Regions from separate parts of the Oryctolagus cuniculus genome. Here region 2 is linked to region 1. The links are chromatin contacts, called in public Hi-C maps. All regions are on one chromosome and are shown on one strand. Each heading gives the region's core, a stretch centred on a gene start, on an enhancer-like site or on the middle of the called end of the contact. The rest is flanking DNA. Distances are from core to core; before and after follow the strand shown.

Region 1 (4,208 bases), core at 571-3,070:
AGGACCTCCCCCCACCCCGCCCCCATGCCCAGATCCCACTGGGCCAGCCGCATCCCTTCCCCCAGCACACAGAGCAGCAGGTTCTTCTGAGGTCGGACTCGGCAGGAACAGCTTAACCTGATGCATGCCGGCAGCAAGCACTTCCTGTCCTATCCTGGGGAAAACTACAGCTGCTTCGGGAGAACCCCGAAGCGCTTCACGAATTATGGAAAAATCCGAGCCTGCTCTGTCCATGCTCCCAAGCTTTCTCCCAACGCGTTTCTCTCCCGGAAGTTTCCTGTCCCTGGGGGCTGGGTCTGCCCTTAGCCTGAAATAAGTGAATTAAACAAACAGGCCTGTCTCGGGGGGGGGGGGGAGAGCATTGCACCCCCACATCTCGGCCACATGCCTTTTGTCCTGAGTCCCCTTGCCTCATCTGACACACTCAGCACAGAGGATTGCTTGGGGGACTGTTTCCCACACTGCCAAGGGTGCTACACACCGAGCGCCATTCTACCCAGCCACACAAGGGATGCCAGGGCTCTGGGGGCCTCGGCTCTCTCCATGGAGATCTTCAGAGTCTGGACTATGCAGACAGACTTGGCAAGGCACCCCAGATGTGCCTGAAGGTGACAGCAATGCAGTCACCCAACCTGGGGATACTTCCGAATCTGTTCAAGTCCTGGACTAAAGACATGACTCAGGAAGGGCATGAAAGTCCACGTGTTAACCCTCCAAAGACACAGGCAGCTACCCTGTGGCTCAGCAGGTTAAGCCACTGCCTTCGATGCTGGCATCCCATATGAGCTCTGGTTCAAGCCCCAGCTGCTCCACTTCGGACCCAGCTACCCGTTAATGCACCTGGAAAAGCAGCAGAAGATGGCCCAAGTGCTTGGACCCCTGCATCCGTGTAGGAGAACTGGCCCAGCCCCTGCCATTTCAACCATCTGGGGAGTGAACCAGTGGATGGAAGATCTCTCTCTCTCTCTCTCTCTCTCTCTGACTCTCTGTAACTCTTGACTTTCAAATACATAAATAAATCTTAAAAAAGAAAAAAGTTTCTTAGTGTGTCCGGTAGAACACTAAGGAATATTATTGGATGGTCTTTAAGTGAATGATCCTGGGACAGAGGCAACCATCAAAGGCAGCCCTGGGGACAGTCTCTCACAACAGCTTTTGCTGTAGCTGGCGATGAACCAACACCCAGGGCTTTGCTGGCTAATTGCAAACCTTGCTTTCCTTAGACTGAATATGGCTACATCCCCATTACAGAGATTCACGACAATCAAGAAACTTGCAAAGTGTGAAAACCTGAAAAGCTGCAGAAAGGTGATTAGGGGACAAATCAGATGACAAGGCAGGCGGTGTGGGTGCTTCTGCTTTATAAATAAACTTGTTTCCCTCCCATGCACCTGTCCTTGTGCTGGATGGCAACACGAGCCCTTTAATGCCACCTTCGCTTTAAGCTGCACCCCCCCCCCCCCAGCCTGGAGATAATTTGATTTTTAAAATGAGCATCACACGAGGCCTTAACTACTGCTTGGAAATGTCGCGACTTGATAGCATTCAAAGGTATTTCCAGAAAGGGTCACCCTTGATTGACATTTTATTCCATTTCAGGGCTGTTAATTAAGAACCGCAGACATTGGGAACAAGGATCAAGGCAGCAGAAGCCGCAAACTAACGCTGAAATAAAATGCAACCCTGATTGGCTTGGAACCCAAATCAAAGCGGGGACTGTCTGTGGGCACCGCCTCGCTCACACCGGTCCACTAGGGGGCAGTGAGCGATCGAGTCTGCGCCCGAGCGGATTCCTGACGGCTGCTATTTATACACCTGAAGGGTGGCAGGCCTTTTACACCAAGCGAGCAGTGCCGCCGCGGTGACAGGTGCAGGCAGCAGCCCGCGCGTGCTACCAGCGCAGGCTGTCAGGAGGATGAAGTGAAATGAGTCATTTGCATTTTTACCAATGAACTTGCATTCTAATGAACAGGCAGTGCGCCTGAACGGGTCCTGGCTTCCCTCCCTGGCTTCCGCTGGAGGGCAGTGACCCCCGCGGCATGGCATCCAGGAGAGCCACCAGGAAAAGGCAGAGCCGGGGAGCCAGGGAGCCCCACCTGCACAGCCGCCCGGGGCTGGCCAGCGCAGGGCACGACTGATGAACCTGTATCCACTTGGGCCAGTTCCAGCCCGGAGGCTGCCTCGGGGCCCAGCCAGTCGCCATCCAGGTCGCGCGCGGTCTGTGTGAAGGGCGCCCCCTCGGGCCGGGCAGCGCAGGGATCCGGCGCCCAGCACACAGGGCCCTGGGTCTGTAGGAGGGCCCAGCTGTCCTGTGCCAGGCCCTTCGCATTGCGAAACGCAAGGCTGCATGGAAAGTCTGGAAGGGAGGCCAGGGGAAGCCAGCCCCGGAGCGAGGCTGGGCTCCGGGCCAGCTGGGTTTCAGCGTGTTCCTGTGCCCTGCTTGTCCCCCTCTAGCGCATCCTTGAGGCGGGGATTCGGCACTGCCCTATCCCAGCCTGCTCTTTCCAGAGAGCCTGGGCTGTGAAGCACCCCACTCCAGGTGTGTTTACCCCTCGCCCCTCTCTCCTCTCTCTCTCCCAGAGAATTCCACCCTAGTTTCTAACTGTGATGCAAAAATGCAGAGAAGGTCTCGTGTCTCGTGGCCATCATAAGACCCTCCCCTGCAGTGGGAGGCAAACCAGTTGTCATTTCTGGGTGCTCCCGCACCGGCGCCTCCACGACCATCCCTGTTCCCAGGCCCCCTTCTTCACCGGTCTACCTGGAACACCGCTAAAGCCTATGGGGCCTGCTGTGGCCCAGATCCCAGCGTGGCCATCGCCTAGGATCAGACAACCTTGGGCAAATGGCATCCCCGCGCCATGCCTCAGTTTCCCCATTCTCCCAGACAGTGATGCTAGCATCCACTTGGTGGGGGTTCTGTGGCGTGGAAGGGAGGTGCCAGGCACACGCGTAAGCATCCCACATGGGTTGCTGGGCACGGTTTACTTCTCAGAGCACTGCCTTTCTTTTTCCATTTTCCTCTCCTCTCAGCCTCCATCTCAGATGCCCCCCCCTCTCTGTACCTCTTGCTTCTCCCCTAGAGGGTGGCAGGTGGACACCTCCCACTCTTCTCCCACTCACACACCTACCTGGTCATCGCTGTAGGGAATCAGGCACGTGCCAGGGTGACAGAGCTAGAACAGGGAAGGCAAGGGAATAACCTCAGGGTCAGAGCTCGGGAGGAGCAAGCCTGGGGCGGGAGGAGATGCCCCCCCCCCCCTGGAGTGCAAGTGACTGGGATGGAGGCCCTTGTTTACTTTGCCTGGATCACAAACAGCTTCAGATTCTCTTCCCCGAATGGTCGACTGGCACCATGCAGATTTGTGATGAAAATAAGAAATTGATTTGTAAAAGCAGCGTGGGAGCCAAGAGGTAACTGTAAGCAGATGCTGTGGTCACAGGCCTTTTGTGAAGTAGGCTCTAAGTCACGGTGGTCATCCTGGAAGAGGAGGCAGGGACTTCCCAGGCGTGGGAGAGGGGAAAGGGGCGACTGGCTCCCCGAATCCCACACCAGATGGGAGAGCCACTGCCCTGAGAATGGAGAAAGACTTGAACACAGGGATGGGGGCAGGGATGCTGGTAGGAGGGCCGAGGGATGCACAGGCCTAGAGAGAGGGTGAGGAAGAGGAGGAGCGGGAGGAGGAAGCAGAGAATGGCCAAAGACAGCCAGGGTTCTGGCTCTTGCTGGAGGCCAATCAAACCTTCAGTGGTGTGTCTACAAAAATCGTAAAATGCTCAGCAAAAAACCAGGGATGAGTGCCAGGATGGGCAGGTGCCCGGGCTGGAGGCCCTGCCGGCGTCTGAGCAGTGCCAGCATTAGTTAGAAGAGCGCTTGACATCGTGTGGCCTCGGTGCACTGAACGGGCACTTTCTCAGTTTGCGTCAGACTTGTTTATGGCTCTTCTGGTTCCAAACACAGGAGGCGTCTACTCGAGGTATTTCTCGCTTGCGCAGTGTTAGAAATCTAGATGCCTTCTAAGTACCTGAATTCTCACCTTTCAGACACTGGGTAGCCTACAATGGACACTGCTGTGTTTTTTTCCCCCGGCATTAAGGAAGCCCAGAGAGAACCATGCTGTTGGTTTGTGCACGCTGCTGAGGGTTTTACACTGTATATTTTGTTCAATGAGCTCATATTCCTGTATATGTTTTTTGCCTTCACTCTCATC
Region 2 (4,208 bases), core at 848-3,347, 180 kb after region 1:
TCCTGACTACTTAGCAAAAACATTTGCTCCAAGAGGGCAGTGCGACTCGATAGTGCTGCCCAAAGTCATTTCCGACCAGGGCTTGCACCAGTCCTGGGCCCCCAGCTCACTCTGACCTGCAAGTCCCTCCTCTGCTCCCCACCTCTGTGTGCACCCCCACCCAGGAAATCAGCAGAAATGGAGTCTACATAGGACTCACGATTTTTATACTGACATGAACTTCATCTTTTCTTTCTATTCCCCGTGCACTTTTTGAAGTCTTTGCACATCCCCTGCCAGGGTGTGCTGCTCGCTGGAAGCCCCCGCTCCCCGGCCCCAGCAGGTGCATAGGAGCGGGGGCTGCTCTAACTTGTCCTCAAGTCTCTCAGCTGCCGCGTGCCGCGTGTGTTTCTGTTTCGGCTGCTTCCCCAGATTGCAAACCTCTTGAGGATGGAATCACATCCTCCTTTTCTTCCTTGGTTTCCTTGTAGCCCCTTTCCACAGGTGTCACCTCTGCCTCTTGGATGCCCTGTCGCCGATTCCTTTCCTGGCTGCTCTTACGGTTGGGGTCTCTGAGGCCCCTTCTCCTCTCTGGCCACCCAGTCTCTCGCAACCTCACGCATGCACAGTTGTCACAGTTGCTCACAGGCTGAGGCTGCCCCCAGGTAAGCATCCAAAGCCACGTCTCAACTCCCCACCACAATTGTCTTCCTCCAAATTCTGATGCCTTCAATTCAGCCACCCTAAGGAGTGGGCCTCATTGGGGCTTCCTTCAGCTCCAGGCCAATTGAATTTAATTTCCCGTGTGAGCTATGATTATTGCAGCCATGATGAGCAGTTGCTCATTTTCACCGATTCATTTCAACAAATTTCCTGTGTCCCGACCCTGTTCTTTCTCGCTGTCGCCCACTTGATGGACAGCTCCAGCATCCTCCAACACCCAGAAACCTGGGATGACCTCAAACTGCTCCCTCCTCTCCATCTTGAACACAGGCATGCCTCTCACCCTCACATGAGCTGCGCACTTGGCTTGCAGCTCCTCCCCACAACGCTATAGAGGAAGCACTATTTTAATTCCTGTCTTAAAAATAAGGGTAGCCCTTATGAGGGTGCTGGTTCAAGCCCCAGCTCCTGCACTTCCAATCCAGCTTCCTGCTAATGCATCCTGCCAGACAGCAGATGATGATCCAAGGACTTGGGTCCCAGCCGCCCACATGGATGTCCGCCCAGATGGAGTGTCAGGCTCCTGGCTTTGCCCCTGCTCAGCCCCAGCCATTGCAAACAACTGGAGAGTGAACCAACAGATGAAAGACCATTCTTGAGATCTCTCTCTTCTCTCCCTCCCTCCCTTTTCCTCCCTCTTTTCCTCTTTCTATCACTCTGCCCTTCAAATAAACAAATACACCTTTCAAAAGAGAGAAAGAGAGAGAGCTGGAGCCAGACACCAACCCAGGTATTCTGATATGGGATACAGATGTCTCTACACCTAGGCCAAAGGCCCACTCCCAAGTTACCTTGGAGGCATTCACAGGAATTCCAAAGCATTTAGCAGGGTCTCCTTCTGTGAATGCCAGCTGCATTTAAACTTCTCACGTGAGTTACGATTATTCCAGTGATGATGAGCAGTTACAGCATGAAAGACCTATTAGATATTAAACACACACACACACACACACACACCCTTTCTAGATCTGGAGAGCTGATACATTTTGCACTCCTTCTAAGAGAGTCTATGCAAACTCACTTGAGCTCACTTGCTCTCTCTCTCTCTCTCTCTCTCTCTACCCTTTAAATGGCCCGGAGACTTGGTACAGCAGGAATATGTTTGGAGGAGTTGAATATGAAGGTAATCACCCAGAACCAGGTTGCAAACTGGCTGGATGCCTTTGACTTGTGAACATATTTGTTTTGGCACACCTAGTGTTTCGCATGAAAATCGTGGTGTCTGGCTTCCTTTGGAGAACCCAGTTGATATGACAACCCAGAGCTCTCTGCCCTAGTTGGCAATGATCTGTGCCAGAGCTAGGTCAGCTGCCTCCTTGGACAGGGCGTGCGTGTCCCACTTGGCTGCCACCCCTCTGGCCAGCTTGGCTATTGAGGTTACAATCCAGGCCTCCGCAGACGGGCAGGTTGGTGGCCCCGGGTGACACTGGTCAGGCCGTCCTTTTGAACCTTGCCACTTAGCTCAAATCTGAGCAGTGCCACACTTTTGTCAGCCAGCACGAGGCTGCGGACTGCTCTTACGTCGCCAGGTCTTCTGTCCACACGCCTGTTTCATCTCTGCACAAGAACACTGCGACATCGAATTTCCGTCCTGCTTACCTTCGGGACAACCAGAAGTCTCGGCCAGGTGTCAAAATACAAACTTAGTTCTGAGAGTTACCAACTTTGCGCGTCCAGCCGCACGTTGATCTCTACCTAATGAAATACCCAGAGCAGGCTGGGGCCTGGCACGCAGAGCCCAGGCCGCTGTTTACTCCTGCTAATCACGATCATGTTTACAGGAAAATGCCCGCATCTGCTTCCAGCAGCTCCAGCCACTCAGCCATGTGAGAGCTGTCTTTTCAAAGTCAATTGCCTGTCATTTTGCTGATTTATGTTGAGTAACTGCAAGGACCCCTCGAGGTATTTGTAGCTGGCTTGATGAGTCCCAGCTTATAAAGTGGCAGTGGGCAGAGTGTTTCAGTTCAAATTCCCATCAAGGCAGAATTTAAATCCCTAGCCCTGCTGCTCATATTTGCAATGTGAGCACTTTAGATAAGCAGAAGCCATCAAACCCTAAATGCTGGGGGAAATACAACCTGCATTTCTTCAAATGCAGCCCGAGCCCAAATCTTCTTTCAGACCTGGGAGAGGCAAGCGATTCTAACAGTCTTTAAAAGAGCGATCACATGGGCTTTTTCCCAAAAAATAGTCACGGCCCAGGCAGGACGGGAGGCATCAGATAAGATCGGAGGAGCTGGCAAACGTGTTTCCCGGGCCACTGGCTGAAGTCTCCTATTTCAACCAGCGGAATCTAATTTCTTGGGAATGACTTGCTCTCTAACTGAAGTCTTTTTTTTTTTTTTTCAAAGCGAAAACATTACTGAAAAATAGGGTGACCTATTAAGTTACTCACCCATTAGCGTCTGGTTTAGCTGCAGCGTTGAAGGTGCACAAGGACCCTTTCAGGCCCATTCCTCTGCACCCCACCCCTGCACGCACTGAAAGTGCCGCAGGATTCCAGATCTGAGCCAGCTGACCCTCACGTGTTGGCGCTGGAGAGTTAGACGCAGGTTCTTTCTAAGAACCCCCTCGCCCCGTGTGAATTCCTTCTCTGCAAGGCCCGTATCACGGAGGAGCTATTTCGGGATCTCCCTTTTGGGAGTCAAACACTGATCCCTCAAGGAACGCCCACAGCTGGCATCGTCTGTTTCTGCTCACCCTGGTGTCTCCGTGTCTCAAGCCCACACAATACCAGGCCTGAAAGAAGCTCTAGGGGTCTTGTTCGGACCCTCGGGTGCGGATACTGAAGTACAGCGACTCCTGGGATCTGAAGGCCCAGGCACGGCAGAGGCTGAGTCGGCCCTAGAGAGGCAGCCTCCGAAGGGTCCCCTGACTCACCCTGCTGCCACCTGTCTCCAGCGTCAGCTAGGGAAAGCGCGCATCGCTCCGGTATGGAAACAGGAGCTCTCAGCTGCACCGCCCCCTCACAAGTCTGTCTTTCTCTCTCTCTCCATCTTGCCCACTTTCTCTGCGTTTCTGTCACCTGCCCTATTTAACCAGCTCCAAAGTAGCTGCCTGTCTTTCTGCTTCTTTTTGTAGCCTTGCCTCCTGGTTTTGGCTTTGCTCTTACTTCATTCTTTGGCTTACAAAACTGGGTTCCGCGGGGTGGGCATTGGGCACAGAGGTTAAGACACTGCTTAGGACACTCGCAGCCCATATCAAAGTACAAAGTGCAAAGTCCAGGCTCCTGGTTCCAGCTTCCTGACCACGTGGGCCCCTGGAGGCAGCAGTAATGACCCAAGGGACTTGTTCCCTGCCACCCAAGAGGGAGACCCGGATTGAATTCCTGGCTCCTGGCTTCGACCTGGAGCAGGTCTGGCCATTGAAGGCATTTGGGGAGTGAATCAGTGGATAGGGTCTCTCACTCTTGCTCTTTCTCTCTTTCAAAAAAAAAAAAAATGGAGGGAGGGGAGAATGGGTTCCCAGTTCCCTTACTGTGTGGATGCTATGCCTCAGCATGGCCA

The links. A called contact is a pair of places that touch in the nucleus more often than the background predicts.
Region 2: a Hi-C map of an unstated tissue shows a contact between it and region 1, with 2.2 times the contacts expected there. The contact joins two enhancer-like sites. A contact is called at or near these places in 2 of 6 Hi-C or Micro-C datasets (ear pinna and an unstated tissue).

The regions. Positions count from the first base shown.
Region 1 is chr9:83,513,296-83,517,503 of mOryCun1.1, forward strand. No RefSeq gene overlaps it. Among named protein-coding and RNA genes, the nearest start is that of TEX26, 110 kb to the right of the region's middle. Within about 2 kb of position 1,821, at least 1 of the 8 cell types and tissues checked has an H3K27ac peak or open chromatin away from gene starts, as enhancers often do.
Region 2 is chr9:83,692,989-83,697,196 of mOryCun1.1, forward strand. No RefSeq gene overlaps it. Among named protein-coding and RNA genes, the nearest start is that of MEDAG, 41 kb to the left of the region's middle. Within about 2 kb of position 2,098, at least 3 of the 8 cell types and tissues checked have an H3K27ac peak or open chromatin away from gene starts, as enhancers often do.